3 separate regions of the Sus scrofa genome follow, and regions 1 and 3 are each linked to region 2. The links are chromatin contacts, called in public Hi-C maps. All regions are on one chromosome and are shown on one strand. The core of a region is the stretch at or near the end of the contact, and the rest is flanking DNA. Distances in the headings are between cores, read along the strand shown. Region 1 overlaps HPGD (hydroxyprostaglandin dehydrogenase 15-(NAD)). Region 2 overlaps GLRA3 (glycine receptor subunit alpha-3). Region 3 has its middle 46 kb from the start of HPGD.

Region 1 (3,608 bases), core at 324-2,823, 200 kb after region 2:
AAGAGTGCATTAAAAAGTGGTAGCATAGGCAATAATAAAAAGAGATATTTGGCCCCAGAGAGGGCCAAAGTTTAGATTCTGGGAGGCTGAAAGCCTAAAGACACAGTGTCAAGGCAAAATCTACACTATTTTGAAATGAAATCCTAAGAAAAATATAGAAATGATGAGGGAATTAAGAAATATGTAATAGTTTATTAAGCATACAAATGTGAAAAAGAGACTGTGGTGATCAAAAGATAGTTTCGTGAATTCTCTCTGAAATTGAAGAGGGCTGGTAAGACTTGAAGAACCATGAACATTGTACAAGGATCCCCTTGACCTTATATCAGTAGAAGCACTGATTTCAATCTCAGGAAGGCTAGATGGCTTCCAGACTCCCTGGGAGAGATACTATACCAAAAGAGGCTTACTTGCCCCAAAGAGCATGAAAAGAGAAATACAATGTAGTACTGCCTTTTATCCAATAAAAATACTTAAATATGTAGTAACAATTAACATTCATTGAGCTCATGATGTTTAGGAGTTCATGATGCTGTTTTAAACACCCAGTCTGCGATATCTCACTTACTATGCTCAACCACCCTGGGAAGTAGATTATGTCATCTCTAACTTGCAGATAAGGGGACCAAGCCAGGAGAGCTTAAGTATCTTGGCTGAGCTTACACAGCAAGGGAGCAGTGATGCTAGAATTCTCATGCCAGCAGCCTAAGATGAGATCCCCTATGTCTTAGGGGATTGTATCTCTCTCTTCTATGGGTTCGTTTGCCAGTCTGCTTTGTCTGTCTCTCGTTCTGTGTCTAGTCAGCCTAACTGTAAAGAGGAACTGAATTCCTGTAGCTTGATGAAGCCAGCACGATTTGCTAGTATCTTCAGGCCTGCCAGGCACCACTTTAATCTCAGGACTACTTACTAGACGTACTAAACCTTAAGCCTTTGCCTCATTTGACACACACAGAGTAAAGCCCTGGAAACCTTTGGGGAACTTACCAACATCGCAAGTCAAAACATGCCATGGACAAGAGCAATTTAGGGTTGACAGTTAGACGTCCACTGGGACTTTCTTGGCTAAGAGCTTTCTTGGTCACATGGCCCAGCCCTGGATGTGAATTTTCTTCTCCCCTATCTCAGAGACCATAACAGGAAGGCTGTGTGGCTCTTTCTCTAATGGTGCCGCTAAAACAATGAATGGATGTAAATGAATGGGTATAAATTCCTCCTGACAGAGCGTGACGCCATTGATAATAGTTCAGTCGTTTGTCTCTGTCCATTATACTCGATTTGACTTCATAACGCCCGTCTTCCCTACCTGTGACATCAACACCGTTTCCTTGTGGCCACTGGCCCATCTGAACAGACCCTGCTCTCCTCTTTCCACCCCGGGCTTTGACACTGAGGTGCCCTCATCTCAGAAAAAAAAAGTATTAAAACATCTTGTCTTGTATTTTATCCATGCACCAAGGGCTTCTATCCTTCCCATGATGAAATCAGTTTGAAAAACATTTGGGGATTTTGTAATAGTGGAAGATAAATGCGGACATCTCAAACCTTCGCACTTTGCTCTGAAATACTGTCGGCAGTTTTATACCCTTGAAGTCACAGCATGTTGGCAGAGGTCAGAGGACCAAAAATGTCTGTGCGGAGTTACCAGAGGAAGTCATTGCTTTCTTTCTTAATTAAAAAAATTCCTCAGCTTATATGAAGTATAATGGACAAGTAAAATCGTAGCTGAAGTATTCCTAGTGCTTGCTTCTTCTGTGTTTTCCAAAGGTTCCTTGCTCACAGATGTTTCCTCTTTTCTCCCTCTGTTGGAGGAATAGTGGGTAATATTCAACCCAGCCAGAGTCCATCCTCATGATCTTTTGCACGGATTGCGTGGAATCATTTACTGTCATAGTAAAACCTTAAGTTGACACACTGGTTTGGGCAGAGAAGTTAATGAGTAATGACCACTGACGCAGACCGAGTATCAGATGCAATTAATAAGGTTCACAAATAGAAAGGAGTTAAAGTGGAGAGTGATTCCTAAGTGTGTGGAGGGCAGGTATGCTCTGGTCTGGAGCCCTCTTAACCACACAGACTCTTCTGTACGAGTTTTTGTCTTTAAACATCATATGCAAATCTGCACTCATGTTGCTGAACCCATCCTTAACTACTGAAAAACAGAAAGTTGAACTACAGGGAGGAGTGAGGTCTGATTTAATGCAGATAATCAAACAGCTGTGTTCCCGTAAGACATCCCACAGGAATCAAGGATGCCTCTTTTTTTTTTTTTTTTTTTTTTTAAGGGCCGCGTGCATGGCATATGGAGGTTGCCAGGCTAGGGGTCTAATCGGAGCTACAGCTGCTGGCCTAGCCACAGCCACAGCAATGCAGCATCCGAGCTGCACCTGCAACCTACACCACAGCTCATGGCAACGCCGGATCCTTAACTCGCTGAGCGAGGCCAGGGATCAAACCTGAAACCTCAGGGTTCCTAGGTGGATTCGTTTCCACTGCACCACAACGGGAACTCCAAGGATGATTTTTATATAGTTAGTTACTTCAAATGGCTGGCAAGGAAGGGCAATTGTCATAGGAAAAGGAGTCTGCTCACCAGCCCTGCTCCCACCTGCTGGACTTGTGAGGTCTTGGTGTTGGGGGGTGGGGGGGAGTGGGGGGGGCATTCTCTGTGCCTCAGAAATAAGTGGCATTGTGTGAGTGACATCAGGGAGGTCTGAATTGAAAACATTAGCATATCAAGAAAATACTTGAAAATCCTAATAGTTTTTAATGTGTTTCAAATACCACCCAGGGACACACTCACTTGAGCTCTAAGTTGCATGTAGAACAGTGTAACTGGCCTGCTGTTTGCATCACAGTGGAAGGGCTCAAGTTACCACGTTTTAAGTAACACATTCAAATTAACCAAACAAGTTGAACGTTTCCAGAAGGGAAATGGGGCTATGAAAGTAACTGGCAGGGTTTCCACCCCAAGAGCTACATATGTCAGTGTCTGTTGTCATATGGCAGAACTGAATAGTTGGCATAGCGTAGACTAAGCAGAGACATGATGCGAAGTGCAAGGGACTCACGCTGCCTGAAGAGCAGCACAACAGACCAGAAATTTCAGGTGATGCCCTTCCTTCATCTCCAAGCCAAAAAAAAAAAAAAAAGAAGGTGAGAGAGAGAAAGAAAAGGAAAGGAAATCATGTGGTACAACCCTCTGCAGCTATTCTTGCTCTAAGACAGGGGGACTAGCAAGTGCCAGTTCTAGGCATTGTGAGAAACTGTTGGCTCTATGTTAGCACATTGAACATTTACAGATCCCTACAACAGAAGTCAGTTTAATTATCTCCAATGTATAGTTGAGCATCTCACCTCCAGCAGGCTGCATAACTTGGGAAATAGGGTGAGACTTAGCAGTGGTAATAAAAGCAATTCTATGTTGCTGTATTTTAGTGTATATCGTGTAGAATGGATGAATCTGCTTTACCTGGGTCTTAGTTGGTCAGATGTCAAAGGCTATGAGAACATGGGCCACCTCTCATTTAGTACTGACAAGAGTCCACATGGTGTCTGTTTTTTTTGCTGCTTTATGGCTTAAAATTATTAAGAAGACACACATTAGA
Region 2 (3,620 bases), core at 442-2,941:
GGGTATATATGGGTGACTTACAATGCTGTGTTAATTTCAGGTGTACAGCTAAGTGAACAGCCATACACATCTATCCATTCTTTTTTCAGATTCTTTCCCCATATAGGTCATCACAGAGTATTGAATATATTTCCCTGAGCTATATAGTAGGTCCATGTTACCGATGGATTTCATATATAGTAGTGTGTACATGCTAATCCCAAAGTCCCAATCCATCCTTCCCCACAATAAGTTTGGTCTCAAAATCTTTGAGTCTGTTGCTGTTCCGTGAATAAGTTCTTTTGTTTCATTTTTCATTAGATTTCACATATTAATGATCTCATATGGTATTTGTCTTTCTCTGACTGACTTCACTTAGTGTCAGAGTTTTTCCCCTCTGGATGTTCACTAACAAGTTTTACAGTGTAGTTACAAAGATGATGAAAGTTGTCACCCAGGTCTTCTTGCCAGTACCCAGCCTTCTCTTGTTCAAACTCCAGACCTTGGCTCTGCTTGTCTCTTCAAGGATGCTGTCAGTGCGATTCTGGGCAAGTGTGTCTTTTGGCCTCTGGTATTAAGTTTATAAAAACTCACCCTCAAATATCTCTTTCAGGGTCTTTTCTGAAAATATAGATCTCTCTTAGACATCTGCAGCCCTCTCTAAAGGAAATCTTAATTAGATAAATAAATACATGTGATCGGATATTTATATGTACAGCTTTTCTTCCCCCCCCCAAAAAAAACCCCACTGGATTTATGTCAAAGGATACAGCTATTTCACATTAAATAACATACCCAAGTAGAGCAAATTTTATTTGAATAGATGTTAGTCATGACCAAGCAACATTGTTTTCTAGTTGTACCTTGAAAAATAGAACATTAATATGATATTATATATTTATTTTTAAAATAATTACTTTACTTCTTTCAGATTGACCCTGACTCTCTCCTGTCCAATGGATCTCAAGAATTTTCCAATGGATGTACAGACCTGTATCATGCAGCTGGAAAGTTGTAAGTAGAAACAACTTATATTTCTGAATACTTTAAAAAAAATAGTAGATAATATATTTAATGAGTTACATAGATAATTTGTTTTGTAATTGTTTTTGCCCAATATTTACTAAATAGGAGTTATCTTCCATCTGGTATGGAAAGGAATGGTGTCTATGAGCACATGTACTCCATACTGTGATAAAGAAATAAATTCAGGAATAGAAATAATAGTTTTTAAGCTTGAAACAAATAGCTATTTTCTCTCTACAAATCATCAGAGGTAAAAAGGATGATAACCATCAAAGACTACTATTTTTTTACTGGATGCCTTGCTGTAGTCCAAACCTTTTAAAGATATTATTTCTCATACTCACAACGAATATGTTGTCCCCACATTTTAACATGTGAAAATGGTAATTTCTAGTGATTGTGCCCCAGTTTAGAGAAGTGATCATAATAATCCATCTGGCTTCAAAGGCTATGCTTACTCTGAACCATTTTGCCAAACCCTCGTGTAATATTTATTCAGTGATGACACTGCTGGCTGTGTTTCATATGTTATCCCAAGGAGGAAAGACTTTTCTCACCCTTTATCAGAGATTTATCCAAGCTTATAGGCGTTTCTTTAAATTTCTTCTTCCAAAGTGGACCTGTGTGCGTCACTGATTAATGCTAACACATGAAAACTTCAGGTCTTCTCTTTCTCTGAACTTATCTCTGTATAATCAGCCCAACTTAATGGGTTTTCATTGTTTAGTGCCATTTTACAAAGAGTAAGCATTATGCAGTATTTTTCTTGTGGTACTGTGCTATATAAGGGAAAAAAAATATCTGTTTGACATATTCTTTGAGAAAAATTTGAAAGTGGATCTTTAGACTAGCTGGCCTGAGGCCAGGTCTGTAGTGCGGTGGATCCGCCACTAGATGGCATGCCTAACTCATGGGGGGTGGGGACAGGGTGGCGGGGCGGGGTGGGGGCAGGATTCATTCCTCCTTGTTTGGTTTCTCTTAAAGTAAGGAAGTGGAAATACCTCTTTCTGACAATAACTCTTTTTTTGTTAAATTTAAATACACTACTTTTCTAAGTAGTTCTTAAATATTAAGCATACCCATGGATAAATTACTAAATTAAATGAAAGAAGATAAAAATGTAGTTTTAGTTGGGGGAACTATTTAGCAATAAAAATGGAGGAAGAAAAATACAATATTCCCAGCAGTGTAGATTTCCAACTGGACCATGAAGGCATTTTGAGGGCAGTTTGATTCTGTATCTTGGAGACAAAATTAAGCACATGGGAGAGTATTGAGAAAAAAATTGTATGAAAACTAGTCTGAGACAGACTGGTTCCCTCATTACTGAACCAAGGATGCTGGATGTTATCCAGTAGTGAGGAGCTGTTCAAGATTTAGGAGCAAGAAAATGATTTGGTCAATATGATGTTCTTAAAGATTCAGCCAGATGAACCAAACCTTACTTAGGAAGATTTCATAACATTCTGAGGAAAAGAATACAAGTGGGGGGGGGGGGTTCCCATCATGGCTCAGTGGTTAATGAACCCGACTAGGATCCATGAGGATGTGGATTCAGTCCCTGGCCTTGCTCAGTGGATTAAGGATCCTGCGTTGTAGTGAGCTGTGGTGTAGGTCACAGACGCAGCTGGTGTTGCTATGGCTGTGGTGTAGGCCAGCAGCTGCAGCTTCAATTCAACCCCTAGCCTGGGAACTTCCATATGCTGCAGGTGTGGCCCTAAAAAGCAAAAACAAAAAAAACCCCAAAAAAACAGAAGAAGAAAGAAAGAATACAAACAGGGACGAAAAGGAACATGTGGAAGGTGAAAACAATACAGGTCGATGCTATAGAGGATGTAACATGTTATCTTTACCTTCTTATGCTGGGCCTGAAAATTAAAGAGATAAAACAGGTTAATAGGAGAAAAGGATACAAATTTATAAGTTTTGCATGAGGTGGGAATCCACCATAAGGAAATGAATAGACAAGGAAATGGCAAAACCCAAATGCTTTTATACCAAGCTCAACAGAGAAGCACTTGTGGAAGAGTAGCCAGACTGTGTGGGGAAGCTAAAGGAAGAGCTGGATTATTTTAACAAAGTCGGTTTGTACAGAATTCTCTCAGTTTTGATCCCCTGTTGGAGAACATTTCTTTTTTCCTGCTATGGGGGGTATGTCTTTCACGTGGGAGTTGTTTTTTGTTTGTTTGTTTTGCTTTTTAGGGCTGTACTTGCAGCATATGGAAGTTCCCTGGCTAGGGGACAAATCGGAACCGCAGCTGCCAGCCTATACCTCTGCCACAGCAATGTGGGATCTGAGCTGCATCTGCGTCTACACCACAGTTCACAACAACACTAGATCCTTAACCCACTGAGCGAGGCCAGGGATTGAACCCACATCCTTATGGTTCTTAGTCGGGTTCATTAACCACTGAGCCACGAAGGGAACTCCCCACATGGGAGTTTTTAATCTCCTGTTTTTCAGGAAGAAAAGGGAAGATTAGAATGCTCTTCTTGTATCTGCTGTTTTTTAGGTTCCTTTAGCTTAAAATAATCCTTCTGCTAAAGTGGCATATTTGGGGGTGCATTCCACCATTCTTCATTCACTTCAATTCAAAGTGTATGCAAAAGCTCTG
Region 3 (3,438 bases), core at 870-3,369, 140 kb after region 2:
AGCTCACGGCGAGCCTGGATCCTTAACCCACTGAGCAAGGCCAGGGATCAAACCCGCATCCTCATGGATCCTAGTCAGGTTCTTTAACCGCTGAGCCATGACAGGAACTCCCTATTTCTTACCCTACTACAAAGGACAATGATGAGATAGTTACATAAATACGGCTACACTAGTAAAAAGAGAAAATCTTCAAACTTTTGTTAAGTAAAGAAAAAGCAGTATAGCTCACATTCAATTGATATACCATTACATGCTTTGTGTTAGTATCATAAATGATAATATTTTCATTAGTAAACATTTTTATCATTAAATTTCAAACCTCTTATGGTTAATGTTTTTCCTATCATAAATTTGTTGTAAGACCTTTCTGCCACCATGGCGTGTATTTTGCCACATATGTACAACATATGTTTCTTTTCTTACTCTCAGCTGAGCCTCCACAGTAGAGAACAGAGGATTTCAAGGATCCACACAATCTAAAAAGAAGTTCTAGCATCTGTGTAAAACTTACTAAAATGTTTAAAAAAATTCCCACGAACCATAATTTCTTATTTTGTTTTCTCAAATGTATATAAGAAGAGGCTTGGAGTTCACGTCATGGCTCAGTGGTTAATGAATCCAACTAGGAACCATGAGGTTGCAGGTTCAATCCCTGGCCTCACTCAGTGGGTTAAGGATCTGACATTGCTGTAAGCTGTGGTGTAGGTCACAGAGGCAACTCGGATCCCATGTTGCTGTGGCTGTGGCACAGGTTGGAGGCTACAGCTCTGATTAGACCCATAGCCTGGGAACCTCCATAAGCCGCGGGTGCAGCCCTAGAAAAGACAAAAAGACAGAAAAAAAGAAGAGGCTTGCAAATTGAGAGATAGCACAGCATGGATTTTTTGTGAATGTTTTCAGTATAAGAACAGCCCATGGATGCTTTCCTTCCCCCTCCAGCCTTAAACCCCCATACTAAGTAAAAAAGATGAATTGGGGTTGATCCTTGGACCTCAGGAAATTGAGGAATGCGGGTCTGGTACCTGACTCATGTTCAAGAAGTCTAGAGGCAAGAGGCTTATTAGAGCCACCTGTGGCAAGAACCCGAAGTGCTTGGAGCCTGGTTTCCTCTTCCAGAGCTGCAGGTCCTGTTCCATGGACCAGGCGGGGGCTATATGAAAGGCTCAGAGCTTGTGTCACCCTGGAAAGGAGACACCTGAGAGAACTGTCTAGAAATAAGAGACCCAACAGAGGCAGTCAGTGTGGGGTGGCTGCCGGAAACCAGGGATGGAGGCTGGGAGACACATCACCCACCTCAGAATGGTCCACTCCAGAGGGCTCCACTGCAAGATTGTACCTGCCCCAGGCAAGTAAGAATTACTGTGTGCCCTTGAACATCCCTCCCTGCCCAGCCCCCACTTTCACACCCAACTCCTGAAGAGTCAGAGGTTGCACGGTGAGTGGAGGGAAAGAAGTAAGAGAAAAAGATGGTGAAAGAGTGCAGGACAAACGAAAATCCAGGATCCACCTTCCTACCAGATTTTTCTGCAGCAGAACTAAGCTGGGGAAGGAGAGGATGAGAAATTGATGGTTTTCCATTGGGCTGGATTGTACTTTCTACTTGCTAAAAAAAAAAAAATGATACTATTCATTAACTCCTAAGAGTGGCTGGAAAAGCTGTGGGATCTTCAGCCAGGGAGAGAGGGAACAATCTGACAGATTAAGTCAAAAGGAGCATTTAGGGAGAAGGAAAAAATTTGCTGTATGTTTGCTCCTATTCAAATCCTGCTCATATTGTAAACTGATTGAGTTTCAATGGGAACTTCTTTTTTGCCCGTTCTGAGATGACGTGACCCCACAGTTAATCGCTAGGTAATAGTAGTCCTTCTCTATACGATGATGCTTTGAGTTTTACTGCATCTGAAAAAGACAGGATCCCAGGGCACAGGATGGAGGAAGGGTGTGGGTATTGATCCAGATTATTCCAATGCTAAGGAGCATGAAGCACGAAGCCCAGGCAAAGAGGAAACACTGAAACTTTAAAGCAAAGCTAAGTCCCAGCCAACTGCTAGGAATTCCAACAAAGGACATGATCCAGAGAGAGCAGCCCAGAGAGGGAATGTTTAAAATAGAGCGAAGGAGACAGATTTACAGGACAGTGACCTGTGCATGCGGACTGGTTATTTTCCACAAGCTGACATGTGGAGCTAAGTGTCTGGCCGGAACAGCCACTTTTGCTTATTTTCCCCGGCTGGGAGGGGAAGAAGGTGGAGACCCCAACCCCAGCAGAGACACAGGTGCTTTCGCAGGGGTTCACCTCAAAGACATTGTCACCAGTCACCAGGTCAGTCAGCTGCCACATGTATCACAAATGATTTTCTGTCACCAAAAACAAAATACTAACTTTGTGAATGACTTAATTAAAAAAAAAAAAAACAACTTTTTACTGGCATAATAATCTATACAAAGAAATGTGCACAAGTCACGGAGTTCCTGTTGTGATACAGCAGAAATGAAATCAACTAGTATCCATGAGGATTCGGGTTTGATCCCTGGCCTTGCTCAGTGGGTAGGGTATCTGGCGTTGCCGTGAGCTATGGTGTAGGTCCCAGATGTGGCTCGGATTCTGCATTGCTGTGGTTGTGGTGTAGGCTGGCAGTTGTAGCTCCGATTTGACCCCTAGCCTGGGAACTTCCATAGGTCATGAGTGCGGCCCTAAAATGCAAAAAAAAAAAAAAGAAAGAAAGAAAGAAAGAAAGAAATATGCACAAGTCAAAAGTCTGCAGTTTGCATAACATGATGGTTTTTCAAAAATCAACATTCAAATCAAGAAACGGGATGTTTTCTAATTTCCCATGGGTGCCTCCTTCTGGTAACTACTCTGCTGCTGGTGACCTGAATTTCTCACACTGAGATTCATTCTGCTTGTCTTTGAACTTTACCAATGGAACCATCTAAAATGTAGCACATTATGTCTGGCTTTTTTCATTCAACATGATAGTCAGCATGTTATCAAAGTGTGGAGCACAAAATGGTTTGTTCTTTTTTATCGCTGTTTGATACTCCATTGTATAATTTTACCATAATTTATTTGTCCATTACATTATTAACTGACATCTATTTTGTTTTATTTTTATAAAATAGTGGGGGGTTTTTTTTGGCTGTGCCCGTAGCATAAGGAAATTTCCAGGCCAGGGATCAAACATGAGCCACAGCAGTTTCAACACAGGATCCTTAATCTGCTGGACCACCAGGGAACTCCCTGGAGATAGTTTTGATACAAAGAATGGTGTGGTGAAAGTTTGTGTACATATCTTTTGATACATTCCTTAGAGCGGTGATGCTTCATTCAAGGACTCAGTGTCAATTCCAGATCTGAGCTGTGTCTACCACCTACACCACAGTTCATGGCAACACTGGATCCTTAACCCACTGAACAAGACCTGGGATCGAACCTGT

The links. A called contact is a pair of places that touch in the nucleus more often than the background predicts.
Region 1: a Hi-C map of liver shows a contact between it and region 2, with 7 times the contacts expected there. The contact joins two enhancer-like sites. A contact is called at or near these places in 2 of 47 Hi-C or Micro-C datasets (embryonic fibroblasts and liver).
Region 3: a Hi-C map of liver shows a contact between it and region 2, with 4 times the contacts expected there. The contact joins two enhancer-like sites. A contact is called at or near these places in 1 of 47 Hi-C or Micro-C datasets (liver) and 1 of 2 datasets of contacts at active chromatin or transcription factors (skeletal muscle).

Annotation. Positions count from the first base shown.
Region 1 is chr14:15,732,773-15,736,380 of Sscrofa11.1, forward strand. All of the region lies in intron 4 of HPGD (hydroxyprostaglandin dehydrogenase 15-(NAD)), which reads left to right. It also overlaps the pseudogene LOC110256674. Among named protein-coding and RNA genes, the nearest start is that of HPGD, 16 kb to the left of the region's middle. Within about 2 kb of position 1,574, at least 9 of the 83 cell types and tissues checked have an H3K27ac peak or open chromatin away from gene starts, as enhancers often do. A contact at or near this core is called in liver, where this site is marked.
Region 2 is chr14:15,527,835-15,531,454 of Sscrofa11.1, forward strand. It overlaps GLRA3 (glycine receptor subunit alpha-3), which reads left to right. Exons shown (of 12, transcript XM_021074190.1): 7 at 911-993. Among named protein-coding and RNA genes, the nearest start is that of HPGD, 190 kb to the right of the region's middle. Within about 2 kb of position 1,692, at least 2 of the 83 cell types and tissues checked have an H3K27ac peak or open chromatin away from gene starts, as enhancers often do. A contact at or near this core is called in liver, where this site is marked.
Region 3 is chr14:15,670,567-15,674,004 of Sscrofa11.1, forward strand. No RefSeq gene overlaps it. Among named protein-coding and RNA genes, the nearest start is that of HPGD, 46 kb to the right of the region's middle. Within about 2 kb of position 2,120, at least 1 of the 83 cell types and tissues checked has an H3K27ac peak or open chromatin away from gene starts, as enhancers often do. A contact at or near this core is called in liver, where this site is marked.